2 separate regions of the Cyprinus carpio genome follow, and region 2 is linked to region 1. Evidence: chromatin contacts called from public Hi-C data. All regions are on one chromosome and are shown on one strand. The core of a region is the stretch at or near the end of the contact, and the rest is flanking DNA. Distances in the headings are between cores, read along the strand shown.

Region 1 (3,622 bases), core at 775-3,274:
CAGCAGCGAAGCGTCTTCAGCAAACACAGACGGCAGAACACACAGCGCCGCACACCAACACAAACTGAGGAGAGAATATCATACATTACCCTCGCTACACTACACACGTGCACTTATCTGTACTGAACCAGAACAAAGAGGGAAATCAAAAACTGTCACACATCTGCAAACCTGCTCGAAATGCAACACAGGAGAAATAATGCAGCGCTGCTGTCACAGAAACGTTCCTGTGTCGCGTGAATTCAGCATTCCAGGAATCCAGCAGGTCTGATCCCATTCCGACAGAACGGCTTTGTGTTCAGAGCCACAAACTAAGCCCTATTCCACCCGTGTTACCTGACACCTCCGTTAGAGCACTGCTATCAGGACCAGCAGAGCGCCTCATTAAACCAGGAACGAGTCACAATGTCAGTTCAGAGCTTTGTAATGAACAGACTTCATAAAGGTGTTTGCCAAGCGTCTCTCAAAGACTTCATTCAGCACCTTCTGACCAGTGAATTTCCACGACTCTCCCAGCTCTCTGAATACTGATGGTTTATTAAAACTGTTTCCAGCAGATTAAAATCACTTAAAACTGGAGCTCAACTATATATGTGGTGGTAAAAAAAAAAGACATGGTAAATGTGGTAAAAAAAAAAAAAAAAAAAATACTGTGGACATAAATAGGAAAAAAAAAAGGGAAAAGATAAATATATATATATAGATAGATAGATAGATAGATAGATAAACTATAATATATATATATATATATCTAATATATATATATATATATATATATAGATAGATAGATAGATAGATAGATAAATAAATTATATATATATATAGATAAATAAATTGTATATATATAGATAAATAAATTGTATATATATATATATATAGATAGATAGATAAATACATTTTATATATATAGATAAATAAATTATATAAATAAATTATATATAGATAGATAGATAAATATATATATATATATATATATATATATATATATATATATATATATAGATAGATAGATAGATATATATATATATATATATATTAGATAAATAATTGTATATATATAGATAAATAAATTGTATATATATATATATATATAGATAGATAGATAAATAAATTTTATATATATAGATAAATAAATTATATAAATAAATTATATATAGATAGATAGATAAATAAATTTTATATATATATATATATATATATATATATATATATATAGATAGATAGATAGATAAATAAATTTTATATATATATATATATATATATATATATATATATATATATATATATATATATAGATAAATAAATTATATTATATATAGATAGATAGATAGATAGATAAATAAATTTAAATATATATATAAAATGTGCTGAAAGAAGTCTCTTCTGCTCACCAAGGCTGCATTCATTTGATTAATAATACAGTAAAATAGTGATATATTATTACAATTTACAATAACTGTTTTCTGTGTGAATATATTGTAAAATGTAATTTATTCCTGTGATCAAAGCTGTTTTTTTCAGCATCATTACTCCAGTCTTCAGTTTCACATGATCCTTCAGAAATCATTCTAATATGCTGATTTGCTGCAAAATTATCATTGGTTCTAAATTATTACTATTTATTTATTTTTCAAAATTCTTTGATGAACAGAAAGCAGTTTGTAATTACTTATTGATAGCCTACATACGTAATTTAACATAAAAGCATGCTGGAGATACGCATTTCTCAAACAAAAAAAATCTAATTGTGAAATGCTTATTGCATTAAAAGTGACTCTGACGTCAGAGGTGTTATATTTAAGTGTTATTGTGATGTTTGAGCATCATGTTTCAGTACCTCCACGGAAACTCAGGCATTTTCCACCAGCAGAAGCTCCCTAAAACTCCCCGAAACAGCCGCTGAGAGACTCCTGAAGCCTTCGGACACGAACTACACCATCAACATCAGGATCCTGACAAATCCTGAGTGTTTCTGAGCGAAAACTTCCCGGCCTGCTTCACTCATGAGTTCATCTGGACTGACGACGTGTTCACTTCACACACACACACACCGCAGCGCTTCCGGGTGCGAAAGGAGACACACCTTCACGTATCCGTGTAGTTTCCTCTTGGATTTAGTATTACGAGGCTTCGGTAAATATTTGAAGGTGTTATTGTCTAACAGTGGTGTTGACACAGTTCAGAGAGTAAAATGTCCTTGCGTTTGTGGGCGGGGGGATTCATTATGCTTCGTGAGGGACTTTTAATTTGAAATTTACTCTGCGCAGATTCTCTATAGCGCCCCTGTGTTGTCAGGCGACACTGCAACCTTACATATCATGAGAGGGAGAGAATATATTTTTGGAAATACATGTATTATAATAATATCTGCTTCTCTGTGATTTTTAAAAATATTGCTAAAATATTTATAAACTTTTGCACATTGTATTTAGTCCCTTAATATTACAAATATTTTTTTAAAACGTTAGAAGATTGTAAATTTACTAGGATACACATTTACTTTCAGCATTTAGTTGTTTCTATATTGTTTAATATTGTTAAAATATATTGATAAAGTTGTTACAGTATTGCATTTTTTGTAACGCTTAAATGTATGCATAAATACACATTAAAAACAATAGAGGACTGTACATTTATAGGATGTACATTTAGTTTCAACTACTGCTTTTTTCTAAATTATTTTTATTAATTTATTTGTACGCTATTTTTCAATAATCATACAGGGTCATATTAGAAATAAATAAATGTAACAAAAATATTTAGAAGTATCAAATTTATTTAGACAATTTAGCTTAAAGATATTATTTTTTTATTCTAAAATATGCATTTATTTATATAATTAGTCATCAAATACAACTGCAATAAAACAGTATAGCCATTTTTTAATGAATATATTAGAGCTCAAGATACATATATTCTCTTGAAATGTTCTTTAAAAAAAAAAAAAAAATCCAAATTCTATTTTTAAATTGTTTTCTCGGCACTCCTGTGATTCCAAAATGTTAAATATTTTTTAAATGTTTTATAAATTTTACAAAATGTTGCAATATTGCACGTTCATTGTAACTTACTGTACTTCTTAAGGGATTTTAATATTATTACAAAATATATAAAATTAACATTTATTATAATTTATTAATGAAAATAAATTCATACTTTTTAATGTTTATAATATTTTGTATGGAGTATAACAAATATTAAAAATAAAACCGAAACCAAAAATATTTATAAGTATCAAATATTGTAAAAAAAAAATTGAGTTTGCAAAAAAAATAAAATTGCTATATTGCTATATTTAGTCACTAAATATGATGGCAATCACATGCTGTACAGGAAAGAAAGGAAATGAATATTAATTGACAAGAAAATATACATGTTTACATGAAATGGAAACGTGTTTTAACCCGTCTGAGATTATATGAATGGGACACATTATTGGTAAATTATGAGGAAGAGTGATGTGGCACATGATTGGAAACACACACACACACACACACACACACACACACACACACACACACACACACACACACACACACACACACACGGTTTCAATCCATACTGTTCTTTTTACAAATTTACCAGGAACTTGTTTTTGTGGCTTTTCCTGTATGTTCTGCTC
Region 2 (3,622 bases), core at 304-2,803, 47 kb after region 1:
ATAAATTATATCATGTACAAACATATTTAATATATAAACATAACAATCATGTGTGTGTATTTTTTTTTTTTAGTTATATATATATACAGTGTACACACACATATATTTTGTGTAAAAAAAATTTTTTTTTTTTTTTTTGTGTTTTTTATCGATTTTATATGAGCTATTATTTTATTTTTTTTTATTTTGAATAGCTTTTATTTTTGTTTTCCATTTTATCTTTAGTAATAACAGGTTTTGTCATTCATTATTTTTTATATTTCTATACATATATATATTTATATATTTCTGTACATCTATCAATATTTTAAATTGGCTTTATTTTTTTTATTTTCAGTTTTCTTTTTCTTTTCTTTTTTAGTTTAAGATTCAGTACTTTTATCTGCTTTTGTAATTGTGAATATTTCTATAGATTCGATTTATTATTTCATTTCTGTTTTATGGCTCCAGTGTTATTTCTTAATATTTAATTTTTGGTCCAAACCAACCACATTTCAAAAGCTTCCCCAGCTCGAATTTTTGATTTTGCTAATATTTTTTCTGTAGAAAGACAGAAATATATAGTAATGAAACCCAAAATATTAAATATCATGGATGAATATTGACTATAGTAATCCACTATTTTGTGATTTATGATTATTGACAGACTGAGGGACAGCTTAATAGTCCATCAGACAGATACTACACCTTATTATCCGTCACTGTCCACTCTCCGTCATCATTTCTCTTGAACACACAGTGGATTCTGGATATCATCAGCGGACAGCTGGTCGACAGAATCTGATGGGTCACATTCAGACCACGACCAACAGAGACCTGAATAAAGAGAGAGAAGAGCAACAAGCAATCATGTATTTAGATCATGCAATCAATCAAATAACAATGTATACATATTAGAACTCATTAACCTATAACCTATGTTTCTTAAATATATAAATCCCACACCTTTCACATTTAAATTCAGTATTTGTTACAATGCACATAGGAAAACTAGCCTGAATGGTTAAATCTGGCACATTTAAATAATAATAATTAAGTGCTTATGCTAATTAATGCGCACTGTCACTTTAAAAAAATAATAATAAAAACGTAACTCAGAAAAGCAATGAATATGAGAATATAAAGTGATGCTTTTGACTCCAACACTAATGAAGGCCAATGTTGTTTTGATTTGGATTAAATCTGTCTTAACCTGCAGTTAAACGCTTAACTTTGCCTGAGAAAGCTTCATGTCAAATCCAGTGTCTGAATATAATAAACACGTATAAACAGAAGAGGTTTATTTAGTACACATGCACCTCTGAGCCCTCGAACAGATGCAGCCAGTCACGGTCTCTCCCCACACGCTGCAAACACCAGATTTCGTCTTTTTCAGAACCCTTTTCCTCGGTGTTTAAGGAAGGAGGCTCTTTAGTATTTTCCATCATTACTGCGCCATTAACTAGCGTGAAGATATATAGTTTTTATTGTGAGTTTTCCGCCACATACCGCCATGATTTTCACAAGAACATAGCGCTTCCACTCTACGCTCCTGCGCGCGTCACGTGACGCCCAGCGGAGTCTCTGATTGGCTGCGGGGGTTTAGGGCTTGAAGATAATTGGCTGAGCGCACTGTTGAAGACTCTGACAGTTGGTTGTTCTCCGCCAGAGGGCAGTCGGAGGCTCACAGAAGCGAATTCTTCGTTGAGCGGCATTTAAATGAAAATACGTTTTTGGTCTTCAATGAAAACGTTTGTAAACTAAAAATAGTATGTTTTAAAGTTGTACAGGTTAGCACCTGCCTTGAAAGTGTAAACGAGGGCAGCGATTTCAAGAAAATTATTTTTAAAACCCTCATCGAATTAAGCACAAATGCCTGTGATTGTGTCATCCCGATCAACGCTGAGAAAAGTAACATGTGTCACGTGATAACACATGCGCGCTGTTTCAGCAGCATTTTTGACAGTAATAATAACAATAAATAACAGCAAATATCTATATATATATATATATATATATATATATATATATATATATATTTATTTTTATGTTATTTTTTTTCTGTCATGAGTGGTTTAGTATATTTAGCGACCCCTAGTGACCGCGATACACGATAATCACAAAAACATTTTATTATTTTTTGTTAATATTAATAACATCTCAAATATTACTTTTGGCCCTTATATCCTATCATTATTTCCTTACGCTTATGATTTTGAAGATATAAAGTAAAAATCTTTCAATCTTTCAAAGTAGGCTTAAATGTGGCTCTTTAAACCTCTCTGAAAGTAAACAAATGAAGGTCATCTTATCTGAACAGAGCTAACAGTTACACAAACAGCAGCAGGCAGAGAAAACAGAGCCTGCTTATTATGAAGTAAACTATAAATGTTTCATTTCAAATGAAAAATAATGGATTTGGTTCACTTTAAAGAATAGAAAGACCATTCACAAACTCCTTCCACAAAACATCATCTTCTGACAAGTCTGATCAAATATTGATAAAATTCATATAAATTATTTTTCCTGCACTGCCAGTATCTAAACACAGGTCAGGCACATAATTATGCTAATTTATACCTTATTAAAGAGACACAAACACAGAATATGAAATTATTCACGCAAAATATATTATATACAAACTCAGTTTTAAAAAGACAAACATTTAAAAACAACAGAAAATCAGCAAGAGCAGTACCCCTTATTCATAAATCCATGAAAACAGAGAAAACAGAATTACACAGATGTGATTCAGTATATACACTCCTGAACGTGCCGACATGATCAACGCATCTTTGGCTGAAAGCTTAACGAACAAATATGAATATGGCTTTTAGAGCTAGCATTATGATTTGTTTTTGGAAAACAAACGCATCAGTTTCTGACATTTACCCGTACAGAAGAAAACCATCTCTAGAGCAAGCAATCTCTCTCATGCACGCTTACACACACAGTGTTCACACAGAACACAATAAAAGAATGCATTACAGATTTCCACAAAAACATTTGGCAACTCTTTTGAGCATGTCAGCTTTTCCTCCCTTTAGGTGTAACGGAAATCACAGAAAGGAAACCGAGAGGAAACACGCAGAGAAGGTCATCTGGAAAAAAAACATGAGGTTCACCTTTGTATCTCCCAGATTCTCCAAACCGAGCACAAAGGTGAGTTTCTTTGGATTCATGTCAAGGCTGTAAAGATAACATTTCACAATGTATAGAATTCTTCCATCCCAGGAACCCCTCAGTGGGGAAATAAATAGACTCTTGCATGCACTTCACAGTGATTATGGATAAACATCTGGAGCCAAACCTGTTTAACTAATGAAAATCAAAGACTAAGTTGCATGCAAAATACTGTGCAGCTATTCCTGTCTTCCATGTACATTTACGCAAGATATTATACACAATGTTAGGCAACAACGTAGCTACATGTCAAAAAAAACAAAACAAAAGGATGTGAAGAAACCCGGATTTGAAAGGATGGAAAGCACAAATGCAAATAGCCAAATGCAAATGAAAGAATGTTAACAAAGCACATTAAACACAAATTCACACATCTGAACACACCACCGAAACATGTCCCAATGTTAAAAAAAACTAAAACATAAAACAACCCAAAAGATCTTCCATTTTTTGAGAAACG

Evidence for each region. A called contact is a pair of places that touch in the nucleus more often than the background predicts.
Region 2: a Hi-C map of skeletal muscle shows a contact between it and region 1, with 1.8 times the contacts expected there. The contact joins the promoter of rnf8 here to the enhancer-like site in region 1. A contact is called at or near these places in 2 of 8 Hi-C or Micro-C datasets (liver and skeletal muscle).

What each region holds. Positions count from the first base shown.
Region 1 is chrB20:24,051,872-24,055,493 of ASM1834038v1, forward strand. It overlaps the pseudogene LOC109075803. Among protein-coding and RNA genes, the nearest start is that of nfkbie, 14 kb to the right of the region's middle. Within about 2 kb of position 2,025, at least 7 of the 8 cell types and tissues checked have an H3K27ac peak or open chromatin away from gene starts, as enhancers often do. A contact at or near this core is called in liver and skeletal muscle, where this site is marked.
Region 2 is chrB20:24,099,064-24,102,685 of ASM1834038v1, forward strand. rnf8 (E3 ubiquitin-protein ligase rnf8) reads right to left here and starts at 1,554. Exons shown (of 8, transcript XM_042746621.1): 1 at 1,299-1,554; 2 at 688-816. The coding sequence starts at 1,427. It overlaps LOC109099380 (alpha-1,6-mannosyl-glycoprotein 2-beta-N-acetylglucosaminyltransferase), which reads right to left. Exons shown (of 2, transcript XM_042746397.1): 2 at 2,588-3,622.